4 separate regions of the Mus musculus genome follow, and all the other regions are linked to region 3. A link is a contact called in public ChIA-PET and promoter capture Hi-C data. All regions are on one chromosome and are shown on one strand. The core of a region is the stretch at or near the end of the contact, and the rest is flanking DNA. Distances in the headings are between cores, read along the strand shown. Region 1 holds the start of 3830432H09Rik (RIKEN cDNA 3830432H09 gene). Region 2 overlaps Epb41l5 (erythrocyte membrane protein band 4.1 like 5). Region 3 holds the start of Epb41l5 (erythrocyte membrane protein band 4.1 like 5). Region 4 overlaps Ptpn4 (protein tyrosine phosphatase, non-receptor type 4).

Region 1 (2,700 bases), core at 141-2,640, 110 kb before region 3:
CTGCTTCAGCTCCTGCCTCCAGATTCTGGCCTCAGCTTCCTTAAAAGATGGATTACAAACTATAAGTCGAAATAAACTCTTTCCTCACCAAGCTGCCTTTGGTCAGTGTCTATCACAGCAAGAGAAAAGCAGACTAAGACACAGATCCATGGTAATGGTTATAAACTATTAACACACCTTAATTAATAAAGGAAAATCCTCACCTGAGAGTGTTCTTCAGTCCCTCCCATGTCAGTGACCCGGAGATGCTATATGATATAAAAAAGGTTAATTAAGAAACTCCATGGCATCATGAAACTTGCCGGCAAGAAAATATCCTGAGTGAGGTAACCCAGGGCCAGAAACACACACATGGTGTGTCCTCACTTATCAGTGGACATTGGCCTCAAAGTACAGAATAACCACGCTACAGTCCACAGACCCAAAAAAAATTAAGTAACAAGGAGGGCCCAAGGGAGGAATTTCACTCAGAAGGGGAAACAAAATAATCTTTGAAGGTGGATGGAGGGAGGCAACTTAGAGAGGGTGTGGCAGGGATGGGGATGAGGTGTGGGGAGTGGGCAGGAGAGAGAGCTGGGAGAAGGGAAGTGTGTGTGTGTGTGTGTGTGTGTGTGTGTGTGTGTGCGTGTGGACGCACATCTTTGGGACTAGCCAGAGACCTGGGATGCGGGAGGGTCCTGGGAGGATACCAGGGCTGGGGGTGAGCCTAGCTGAGACTCCTACCAGTGGGGGATATGGAGACTGAAGTGCCCACCACTTGTAGCCAGGTAGGACTTTCAGAGGAGGGAGGGGGACATCAACCCATCCACAAAAGCTTCGTCCCAAAATCTGTCCCACCTATAAGATGAACAGGGATAACGATGGGGCAGAGATTGAGGGAACGGTCAACCAAAGACTAGTCCATCTTAAAACCCATCCCATGTAGGAGAGTCAACCCCTGATACTATAATTGATACTGTTATGCTTGAAGACAGGAGCCTAGCATACCTGTCATCAGAGAGGCTTAATCCAGCAGTGGATGGAAACAGATGCAGAGACCCACAGCCAAACATCAGGTGGAGGTCTGGGAGTCTTGTCCTTGTGCATACACCTCAAGCCCACACATGTGTACATGATAATTTAAAAGGCACCAAAGACTGATAGGCAGAGGAGGAGGTAAAAGAATTAAGGCATATCTGTAACAGGCACCAGACCTTAGCACAGCTGGCTGCATGACAAAGGTGCCACTCAGTCTGTAAATCTCAACACACACAGAGCACCACCCGCCAAAGTCTCTAAATGTACCAACCTTGCTCTATGGCTTCTGTACTTCTGCTTCTGGCTAACTCTTCTTGTTAACTGAAGTGTGTCAACCCACAACATGGTTTTTATTCTTAAAAGCACACCATGAGGAAGGCTCAGGGCTAGACTGCGATCTCAAACACCCAGTGTAGCTGTTGGCTGACTAATAGAGTTTCTACTGGCTTAAACCCATGTCTGAATAGCCTCTTTGGTGAATACCTTTCAACAAAATCAATGTTATCTGGGGCTCAGGGAGGCAGCCCACGTAGGCCTCTGTTAGACATTCATGTTGGCTGGAGAGGTTAGGCTCCAACAGCCATGTATTGTTCACCTCTGTGTCTGACCTAATATCCTTGTGACTATTAGGTAAATCCTTTGGAATGTACACACAGATTTCTCCCTCTCATCAACCCAAAGGCAAAGAGTGTCACCTGATAGCATCTAAGGCTGACAGCAGAGACTGTCTGCTTGGTAGAAACATGAATTTTTAAAAAAAATGCCTTGATTGTTAACTGTAAGAATACACAAAACTGTTACCATGGTAGAACACAGTATTTGGGGTATCATGATGGAACATGGTATTTGGGGTATCATGAATCTGTATTTGTAGGCCACGGTCTCTCCTGTTTCACTATAACTTCTTATTTTGTTTGAAATCCACAACGTTTACTCAAAGGGACAGTTTATTGAAAAGCCAAACATGAGTGACCATGCCCAGAAACATGGATTAAGGTCAAGTCCAAACCCATGTTCCAATGTGGAATCAGTTATGTGACATTTTTACAGTAATAGACATAAGTCAAGACATTTTTCAAATATACTGTGGAGACATCTTACGGCAATGTGGGGACCTCCATTGTAGGCCTCAGACGCTGTCTGGTGATGCTTAGCCTTTTGGTTAATGGCAACTCTGGTTTGATTAAAACATCTCCCCTTTCTATTCTACCACTGAGCTAAATCCTCTCAACCCCTTTTTATTGAGACAGGGTCTCAATGTAGCCCAAGCCAGTCTGGAGCTCCCAATGTAGACAGGGCTGGCCTTGGCCTGACAGAGATCCACTTGGCTTGGTCTCTCCAGTGCTGGGATTAAAGGTGTGTAATCTGTTACAGGCTATTAGATCTAAAAAAGAGGTGGACAAGGAATGGCTATTTAGGTGACTAAAAATATAGTCCAGGTTAAACTGTATTTGGGCTTTGGACACTCCACAGCATGGAAGCTAATTAGCTCTGCAGAAGGGGCAGCAGAAGGGGCAGCTCCTGGGGATCTCTTGTTCACAGAACTGAGTGCTGTTTTGTGTCATTGTGTCATCTTGGTGCTGCGCTAAGTGACACACGAACAAAATGAAAGCAATTTGCTAAGGCAACTCTATAGAGCCAGAACCCAAACCAGGCTACCAAACACACTCACCAAGATGAACG
Region 2 (2,700 bases), core at 169-2,668, 83 kb before region 3:
TCACATAACAGACTGAAAGACAAAAACCACATGATCATCTCATTAGATGAAGAAAGAGCCTTTGATAAAATCTAACACCCCTTCATGATAAATGTCCTGGAGACTAGGGATCCAAGGAATATATCTCAATATAATAAAGGTGATATACAGTAATCCCATAGCCAAAATAACTGAAGAGACACCCATAGCATTTCACTAAAATCAGAAACAATATGAAGTTATTCACTCTCCATATCAACTCAATTTAGTACTTGAATTCTTATCTAGTTGTCTTATTGACAACTGAAGGAGATCAGGGGATACAAATAGGAAAGGAAGAAGTCAAAGTATCTTTATAGTATACATGAATGACACTAAAAATTCCACCTAGAAACTTCTTCTGCTGATAAACACTATTAGTAAAATATCTGTGTACAAATTTAACAAAAAAAAGTCAGTAGTCTTCCTATATCCAAGAGACAGACTGAGAAAGAGATCAGGGAAACAACACTTCTTATAAGAGCCTCAATCTTGGAATAACTCTAACTAAGCTTGTTGAAGACTTATATAACAAACGCTTTAAGACGATGAGACCATTGAGGATGACATTAGAAGATTAAGATTCCCATGTTTATGGATTGGTAGAATTAATATAATAAAATAAGCATCTTAACAAAATTAATCTATAGATTCCATTCAAAATTCTGACACAATTCTTCATAGAACTTTTCAAACATAACTCATATGGAAACAATCAGAGAGCTAAAACCATTCTGAATAATAAACGATCAGATGAAGGTATCAGCATCCTAGATTGTAAGTTATACTGCGGAGCTATAGTAATAAAAACAGCACATAATAAACAATAATAAAACCAGTAATAAAAATTGGCTTAAGAGCCGGGCAATGGTGGCGCATGCCTTTAATCCCAGCACTCGGGAGGCAGAGGCAGGCGGATTTCTGAGTTCGAGGCCAGCCTGGTCTACAGAGTGAGTTCCAGGACAGCCAGGGCTATACAGAGGAACTCTGTCTCAAAAAAACAAAAAAAAAAAAACAAAAACCCAAAAAATTGGCTTAAATACAGGGCAGTTTGACCAATAGAATTAAAATGCAGAGTCAGACTAAGTCTACATACCTATGGACACCAGATTTTGGATAAAGAAGTAAGAAATACTGGGAAAAAGACAGCATCTTCAAAAAAAAAAAAAAAAAAAAAAAAGGTCCTGGTCAAGCTGTACAGCTGTATGTAAAAGAATGCAAACAGATTCACACTTCTCACTCATCTCCAACTAGACCTCACCTGATCCCCAGAAGCTGACAGAATTGGCAGGGGAAAAGACTCTTCCTGAGACATCGATAGAGCAGGCCCTAAGACCAACACTGATAAACACTATTGTAAAATAGCAATGGCAGGAATGGGTTACGTCTAGTTAGCCATTAACCAAAGGAACACCAAGCACGCTCCCAAACATCTCAGGTCAAAGTCAGCAGTTGGTGTCCACAACTGAGGGTAAGGCCCTACTGATGAAGACAACATTGACATATCTCAACAAACATGGAAACGTCAAGCTGGTGTGTAATTAGAGGCTTAAACCCTACTGATTATCATTCATGGACTGGAAGGTACTCTAGACTCCACAAGGAGAAAGGTAACTACCTGCCCAGCTATAAACCCTGTGATCAACAACAGTGACCTTGTGTACAAGGTAAATACACTGAGATAGTGGCACAGATGCTGTTCGAATAACAATGGTGCTCTGGAGATAGGGTCTACTCTAGGACACAGGACTCATACTGACACTGCTTGGGTGGTCAGGAACCTGAGACTGAATGGGACATGTGCCTAGGGGAAAATCGAATACTATTGTTCAGACAAAAAAAATAGAGTACTAGAATGACTCCTCACGACATTCTGCCATACTCCTCACTGCCATTCAGTGCCCTGCTCAGCCATCATCAGAGAGGCTTCTTGCAGTAAACGGAACCAAGTACAGAGACCTACAACTGGAGAATATTCAGAGATTCTGGAGCATTCCACCTAAATGGGATGCCTTCATCAACCCCTCCCGTCAGGAGTTAGGGAACTGCACTTAGGGAAGGCACAAAGGTTCTAAGAGGTAACAGTGGGATGACCCCAGACATAGCAGGACTGATGCACTTGTGGACTCACAGAGACCGTGGCAGCACAAATGGCCTGCACAGGTCTAAGCCGAATAGGGAATAGGGTCTCATTACTGAGAGGGGGAAGCAGAGATAAGCTCCCAACTCTAAAGAGAAGCTATCTGTAACTGATAACTGTTTGCAAATAAAAATCCATTTTCTCCAAAAGAGTCTCACTGGGAATATAAACCACACATTAGGATAGGCCTCAGCAGTGGAAGGCCAACATAAAATAAATTCAAAGGTAGTTTTGTAGACTTTTTGTCTCAAATTGCTTTGTTTAGGCTCTATCTATCTATCTATCTACCTATCTATCTATCTACCTTTATTTATTTATTTAGTCTTATTGGTCTTTTGCTTATATATTTTGATTGCTGTTTTTGTGTGTCTGTGGTGTGTGTATGTGTGTGTGTGTGACTGTGTTTCTTTGTTTATAAAGTTTGGTCTGTTTTTTTTTTTTAAAGAGAAAAAGGAGGGGTGTGGAGTTGGTTGTTGGCAAGGTGGGGAAGATCTGGGAAGAGTTGGAGGAGGGAAAAGGCATGATTAGAAGATAGTATATGA
Region 3 (2,700 bases), core at 140-2,639:
CTCCCTTTTGGCTCTTCCTGTTGCAGTGCTGGGGATTGAACCCTGGGTATCCATGCTTTACACCATAGGGTATCTACAGCCAAGCTAGTGATTTTTTAAAAAAAAAAAAAAACAGTAATATTGAAAACTATAGAAAATGTCCTAAAGTTATCAGTATCTTTCATCCCAGTTACTCCCGCAAAAGAAACTGTAACTAAGAAACTAAACACAGGAACATTGCGCACATCGCTGCCCAAACAAGTTATCCTAACAAGAACAACAACAACAAGAAAAGAAAAAAACAGGTGTGAGCATTTAGATTTAGTTCAGCCTAGCGTTCCAGAACCCGGGTTTGGTTCCCAGTATCGAAAGAAAAGAAAAGAAAAGAAAAGAAGGAAAGGAAAGGAAGAAAGAGAGAAAAAGAATTAGAAGAAGAACGAAGTGGGGGTTGGGAAGAAAAAGAAAATAATGATCCCAAAGTGTTCATTTAGACACATACAAGTTACCCACTGCAGTTAGCAGTGCTCAGTGCCTCAGCTCAGTGCATCTGGGGTGAGCGGAGTTGTGAATTACATTCATAATTTCTTGGTGGGCTTATCTCCAATTCTTAAGGGAAAAAAAAAAAACCATTACTAGTAATTTTGAACTATTGCTAAACAACTTCGGAGCCTGGAGCCTTCTCGCTCTTAAAGCAGAACCCGGGAGACTACAGTAACCAGAGATGGACACAATTATCTTCTACCCACAGGAGAACCCATCATTACCGGACGCGCGCCACGCGTGGGGGCGGGGAGCGCCCTCGGCCTTGGCGGTTCCCGGGAACGCACCTGCCTCGTACGCTTCCCAAGTTTCACTCGACCGGGAGCTAGCTGGCACGTCCTGTCTCACCGATGTCTGCCCACAATCCCGGCGAAGTGACACTCGAGGCGACCTTCCCCTAATCCCACAGCTACGGGGAGGTCAGGGGTGACCAGAGTTTCCCCCCAACAACGCGCGAGACCCCGGCGACGCGCCCGGCCCTCAGCGGCCACCGCGCGGTATCGCCCGAAACTCAGCGCCCAGCCCCATTGGCCGTCGCCGCCACTCCCCTCCCAGCCCGCGGCGTCGCCCGGGGAGCCGGGCCGCCCACCCGGCACGGTCGAGAGCCTCGGCTCAGTGAGCAGGGCCAACTGGACACCCGAGGCCAAACTCTTACCTGTACTCGGGGGTGAACACCGTGAAGCGACGGAGACCACTGCGACTGGGACGCGCGACCCTCGGAGAGAGATGCCCAGCCGGCTAGAGGAGAGGACGGGTCTCCAGAGACACCGAGAAATGGCGGCGCAAGGCGCGAGCCCACCCTGCGCTAATCCCCGGAGGACCCCGGCCGCCCGAGGGCACGCCCCTTAAAGCCCCATCCAAGGTCCGCCCCCCGAAGGGCGGGACGCTCCGCTCTTAAAGGGGCAATGGCACCGCCCCGGAAATCGGCCTCCTGAGACCTGAATTTAAGCTGGCAACACCAGATGGGACTATAGAAATACAGAAAGGCAGTTCACCTTTAATCCCAATACTCCAGAGGCAGAGGCAGAGGCAGAGGCAGAGGCAGAGGCAGAGGCAGAGGCAGGTGGATTTCTGTGAGTTCGAGTCCAGCCACAGCTACTTAGTTACAGGTCAGCCAGGACTACCTAGTGAAATCCTGTCTTTTAAAAAAGATTATTTTTTTCTGTGCGTATATGTATGGGTCAGGGAAAGATATGCCACAGTCCCTGTCTGAGAACAACTTGCAGGAGTATCATGTGGGCACAGGGGACCAGACTCTGGCCTTCACATTTGGAATGAAGCACTTTTACCCACACTGAGCATCTCCATGGCGCTTGGTTTATGTTTTGAATTTTTCACCTTCCTGGTAATATGATTTGAAAATGAAACGTTGGGTTTAAGATACAGTTCAGTGGTAGGGTGTTAGACTAGCACATACCAGGCCCAGGATCCAATCCCTGGCACAGCAAAAATGAGTATTTTCCTATTTTTAATGTAGTCTAGTATGTTTTCTCTTACACAGTTGTTTATTAATTGATCCAGCATTTATTTAAATGTTTCCTTGCTCCCTCCCCCCAAATCCTAGAGATTAAAGCAACCTTTAGTCTGTAATGGAGAAAGAGAACAACTATGTGTCAAGTGGTGATGAGAGCCCTGGAGAGAACGCTGCTGGGAAAGGGAAATAACAGACTGATGCTCCAGGCACTGTGGTCACAGAATGGAGGCCCTAAGTGGCAGGGCGACATTCCATTCATTCATTCTTCAGATAGTTTATCAAAATGCCTACAGCTCTGTAGACCCTGGAGATAAGGCAGATAAAGAAGAAAGACAGGAGTCCCTCAAGGCAATCCCAGCAGTAAAAGCCCCTTGGGGGCTGAGTAGTGAGTTCAGGGCCAGCACTGGCCACATTGAGAGGTTCTGTCATAATTAAACAAGTTATTTCATGGTTTAGCCTGTATGGGAGAGTGTACCTGTCCTCCTTGTGCCTATAGCCTTTGAGGCAGAAAGATCACTTAAGCCCAGGAATTGGAGGCCAGTCTACCTAACACCATCTCAGAAGGAAAAAGAAAATGCTGTAGGGTATAGCTCAGTTGGTAGAGTGCATAAAGTCCTTGGTTCAAAACATGTCTGACTGGCGGTTAGTAAACACCTAGAAAATAGCAGTGGGTGTGGGGTCTGGGAATGAAGGGTTGCAATATAAGC
Region 4 (2,700 bases), core at 62-2,561, 65 kb after region 3:
ATAAAAAGTAAATAAATAGAAAGAAAAAAAAAAAAGAAAAAAGAAAAAACCCAGATGGCCTAATAGCTCTTCTATCAGAGGATCCTGGTTCAATTCCCAGTATTCACATGGCAGCTCACAACTGTCTGCAACTCCTATTCCAGGGGATCCAGTAACCTCATGCAGACATATATGCAGGAAAATAAATAAATAAAAATTTTAAAAGTTTGTTAAATTATGAATAATTATAAATCAAAATCATACAATTATCCTATCATTTCAGGGTTTGACAGCCAAATCCTCTCACAGGTTAGGCTAATCTCTTTGAACTCTAAAATCAATGTGCATCTTCTAAAAGAGACATGATGCTACTTGTAACCAACAAGCAAACAAAAAGGACAGACACAAATTTCATTTTCCAAATGTTTCAAAGTAATTTAAGTTCAAAGACCTCTTCCTATCACTGTGAGTTTTAGTTTAGGACTTGAATCTGCACACTATTAGATTTAAGCTCTCACAGTGGAGAACACATAAATTCAATTAGTCATATATGAAAATATATTATATAGTCTTTTCAATTTAAAACATAAAATCTCAAGCTTACCATAATTTACCACCTATAGTTCTTTTACTAGTGTTAATCCTTACTATTCACAAACTATTCTTCCCTCATATATTAGATCAAATGTAAGTGATAAGAGCTAAGATTAATTACTGAGAGAAAAAAAATCATCTGAAAAATTGAAAATCCAGCATACTTACCTAGTACAAACTGTATGAACACTTCAATCTTGGTAATGAACTAAACATGTTTGGAAATGTCTTGAGCTAACTAAATTTCAGGCATCTTAATTTATTAACAGCTCTAACCTCAGAGACCCACCCACTCAAGCTTACTGTCTATATTTCCTGTTCTGAGCGGAAATTTCAGAGAAAAAAATACCACACTGTTAGCAATGTGGTGAGTTTATTTTCTGACCGTGGCACCTTATTTTTCTGTTGAAGAAAAATTTGCTCTCATCTCTTCCTCAGATATTATTATATGATAACTGAAAAAGTGTGAAAGCAATTCAAAAATTAGATATAAAAGGGAAAATAAGGTAGTTATTGGTAAAATTTTTCATATAAAGTTTAAAGGCCTTTTTCGTCTTCCTATTTATACTGCCATTTAAAATTCTAAGAGAGAAAATAAATCTGGAATTCTTAACCAAAATGACCTAATTCTTGCTAAAACCATTAGAGAATTTAGTAGCTAATTATAAGGTAAAAGAGTCTTATAAAAACAATCCAAGGATCCAGGCAATGGTGGTGCTCACAATTATCTCTGCACTCAGGAGGCAGAGCCAGGCAGATCCCTGAGTAAAAGGCTAGTCTGGTCTACAAAGCGGGTTCCAGGACAGTCAGGCTACACAGAGAAACCCTATCTCGAAAAACCAAACTAAACCAACAATAACAACAACAAAAAAAACAAACAAGCGAGCTAAATAAACTTAAACAATCCCAGGAAAGCATAGATTTCCAGAGACAAAACAATCATTAAGACAGCCCAGCACTATTAAAACTTCGCACCAAGACTTGAGCATACAGTACCAAAGTAGAACACTTGGCTAGCATGTGCAAGGTTTGGGAACCTAGCACCTTAAAAAAGAAACATATCTATCCTCCTGACCCACACACACCAAAAAAAAAAAAAAAAAAAAAAAGACAGTCCCTGACAACCTTCCTAGAATATTAATAGTGAATGACAAAACAATGAAGATCAGGCATAACAAAATCTAGTATGTACAAAAATCATTAAAATAAGACAATGCTTTGATTTTCAAAAATAGAGAGTGCTGCAAGTAAGAGACAGTACAAAAAACCAGAACAGGTTCTTTCTAAATTAGAACAATTATGCCACTAGGAGTAAAGTTATCTTATGGTCAGTTGTACAGAAAACATTTGAGTGACATTTACTAAACCCCTTTGTTTTTCAGGTCTATACCACTTTCTAATTGGAACAGTGATGTCCATGATAGTTACCAGGCAGACAGACAGATACACACACACACACACACACACACACACACACACACACACCTGAGTCTATGAAGGGAAAAACCCTGAATAAATGCCAATAAGTTTGTAAGGGGCTGTTGCGGATGACATATTCTTCAAGTCACTTGAAACTGTCGGGATTTTAGAATATAATGATCTATCACTAATTGGTAGAAACAGGGAATAATTTTCATGTTGGGAGGAAGAAAATGAGAAAAAGCAACGACAAACACTAAACTATTTCTTCTAGAAATACAAAGTTGAAAAGACCTTTGAATTTTTGACCAAGTAAAATTTTCCTGTTATCTTTATAAATGCTTCCAAAATTCTAGCAACAGTAGATGCCAGACATACAACTCTTCAAGGCTTTTTGCTCTCGAAGTAATTTCCACCGGGAACAAACACTTGTTTCATTGTCCCTCTAGCCATCTAACATCAGCAGTCGATGTTAGGTCCCTCAAATTTGTTCCCTATTCTACATCAATGTATGGTAGAGGTCTTTATTAGTTTTGCTTGGATTACTGTAATTATCTCCTAATTAGTTATAAGTATCAAACCCATACTTTGCTAACCCATTCTCTATCCTTAACTTTTTCCCAAATTGTATCATTTTTGTCTCTAGAAAACAAACTGGCCCTCCCAAACTCTAATGAAATAAAGGTAAGTACACTTTTTAAAAGGCAA

What was found. Promoter capture Hi-C pulls out the DNA fragments that hold promoters and counts their contacts. ChIA-PET counts read pairs in DNA pulled down with a chosen protein or histone mark.
Region 1: a promoter capture Hi-C map of macrophages shows a contact between it and region 3, with 7 read pairs. The contact joins the promoter of 3830432H09Rik here to the promoter of Epb41l5 in region 3. A contact is called at or near these places in 14 of 39 promoter capture datasets (the 3T3-L1 cell line, the C10 cell line, HPC-7-derived erythroid cells and 9 more), 1 of 15 datasets of contacts at CTCF or cohesin (the G1E-ER4 cell line), 30 of 484 Hi-C or Micro-C datasets (CD4 T cells, the G1E-ER4 cell line, the HL-1 cell line and 18 more), 8 of 115 datasets of contacts at active chromatin or transcription factors (astrocytes, bone marrow-derived macrophages, cardiomyocytes and 5 more) and 3 of 9 other capture datasets (adipose tissue, liver and pancreatic islet).
Region 2: a promoter capture Hi-C map of liver shows a contact between it and region 3, with 2.4 times the contacts expected there. The contact joins the enhancer-like site here to the promoter of Epb41l5 in region 3. A contact is called at or near these places in 4 of 39 promoter capture datasets (the 3T3-L1 cell line, liver, macrophages and 1 more), 4 of 484 Hi-C or Micro-C datasets (the C2C12 cell line, liver and muscle stem cells), 3 of 115 datasets of contacts at active chromatin or transcription factors (embryonic stem cells, extraembryonic endoderm stem cells and trophoblast stem cells) and 4 of 9 other capture datasets (adipose tissue, embryonic stem cells, liver and 1 more).
Region 4: a contact with region 3 is called in an RNA polymerase II ChIA-PET map of effector CD8 T cells, with 20 read pairs. The contact joins the enhancer-like site here to the promoter of Epb41l5 in region 3. A contact is called at or near these places in 2 of 39 promoter capture datasets (macrophages and stem cell-derived epiblast-like cells), 1 of 484 Hi-C or Micro-C datasets (CD8 central memory T cells), 3 of 115 datasets of contacts at active chromatin or transcription factors (effector CD8 T cells, embryonic stem cells and memory CD8 T cells) and 2 of 9 other capture datasets (liver and pancreatic islet).

Annotation. Positions count from the first base shown.
Region 1 is chr1:119,534,775-119,537,474 of GRCm38.p6, forward strand. 3830432H09Rik (RIKEN cDNA 3830432H09 gene) reads right to left here and starts at 1,391. Exons shown (of 4, transcript NR_126486.1): 1 at 1,289-1,391; 2 at 988-1,136; 3 at 204-248.
Region 2 is chr1:119,564,298-119,566,997 of GRCm38.p6, forward strand. The region is part of intron 20 of Epb41l5 (erythrocyte membrane protein band 4.1 like 5); the gene reads right to left. Among named protein-coding and RNA genes, the nearest start is that of 3830432H09Rik, 29 kb to the left of the region's middle. Within about 2 kb of position 1,419, at least 11 of the 459 cell types and tissues checked have an H3K27ac peak or open chromatin away from gene starts, as enhancers often do. A contact at or near this core is called in liver, where this site is marked.
Region 3 is chr1:119,647,611-119,650,310 of GRCm38.p6, forward strand. Epb41l5 (erythrocyte membrane protein band 4.1 like 5) reads right to left here and starts at 1,390. Exons shown (of 25, transcript NM_145506.4): 1 at 1,175-1,390.
Region 4 is chr1:119,712,335-119,715,034 of GRCm38.p6, forward strand. All of the region lies in intron 13 of Ptpn4 (protein tyrosine phosphatase, non-receptor type 4), which reads right to left. Among named protein-coding and RNA genes, the nearest start is that of Epb41l5, 65 kb to the left of the region's middle. Within about 2 kb of position 1,312, at least 11 of the 459 cell types and tissues checked have an H3K27ac peak or open chromatin away from gene starts, as enhancers often do. A contact at or near this core is called in effector CD8 T cells and memory CD8 T cells, where this site is marked.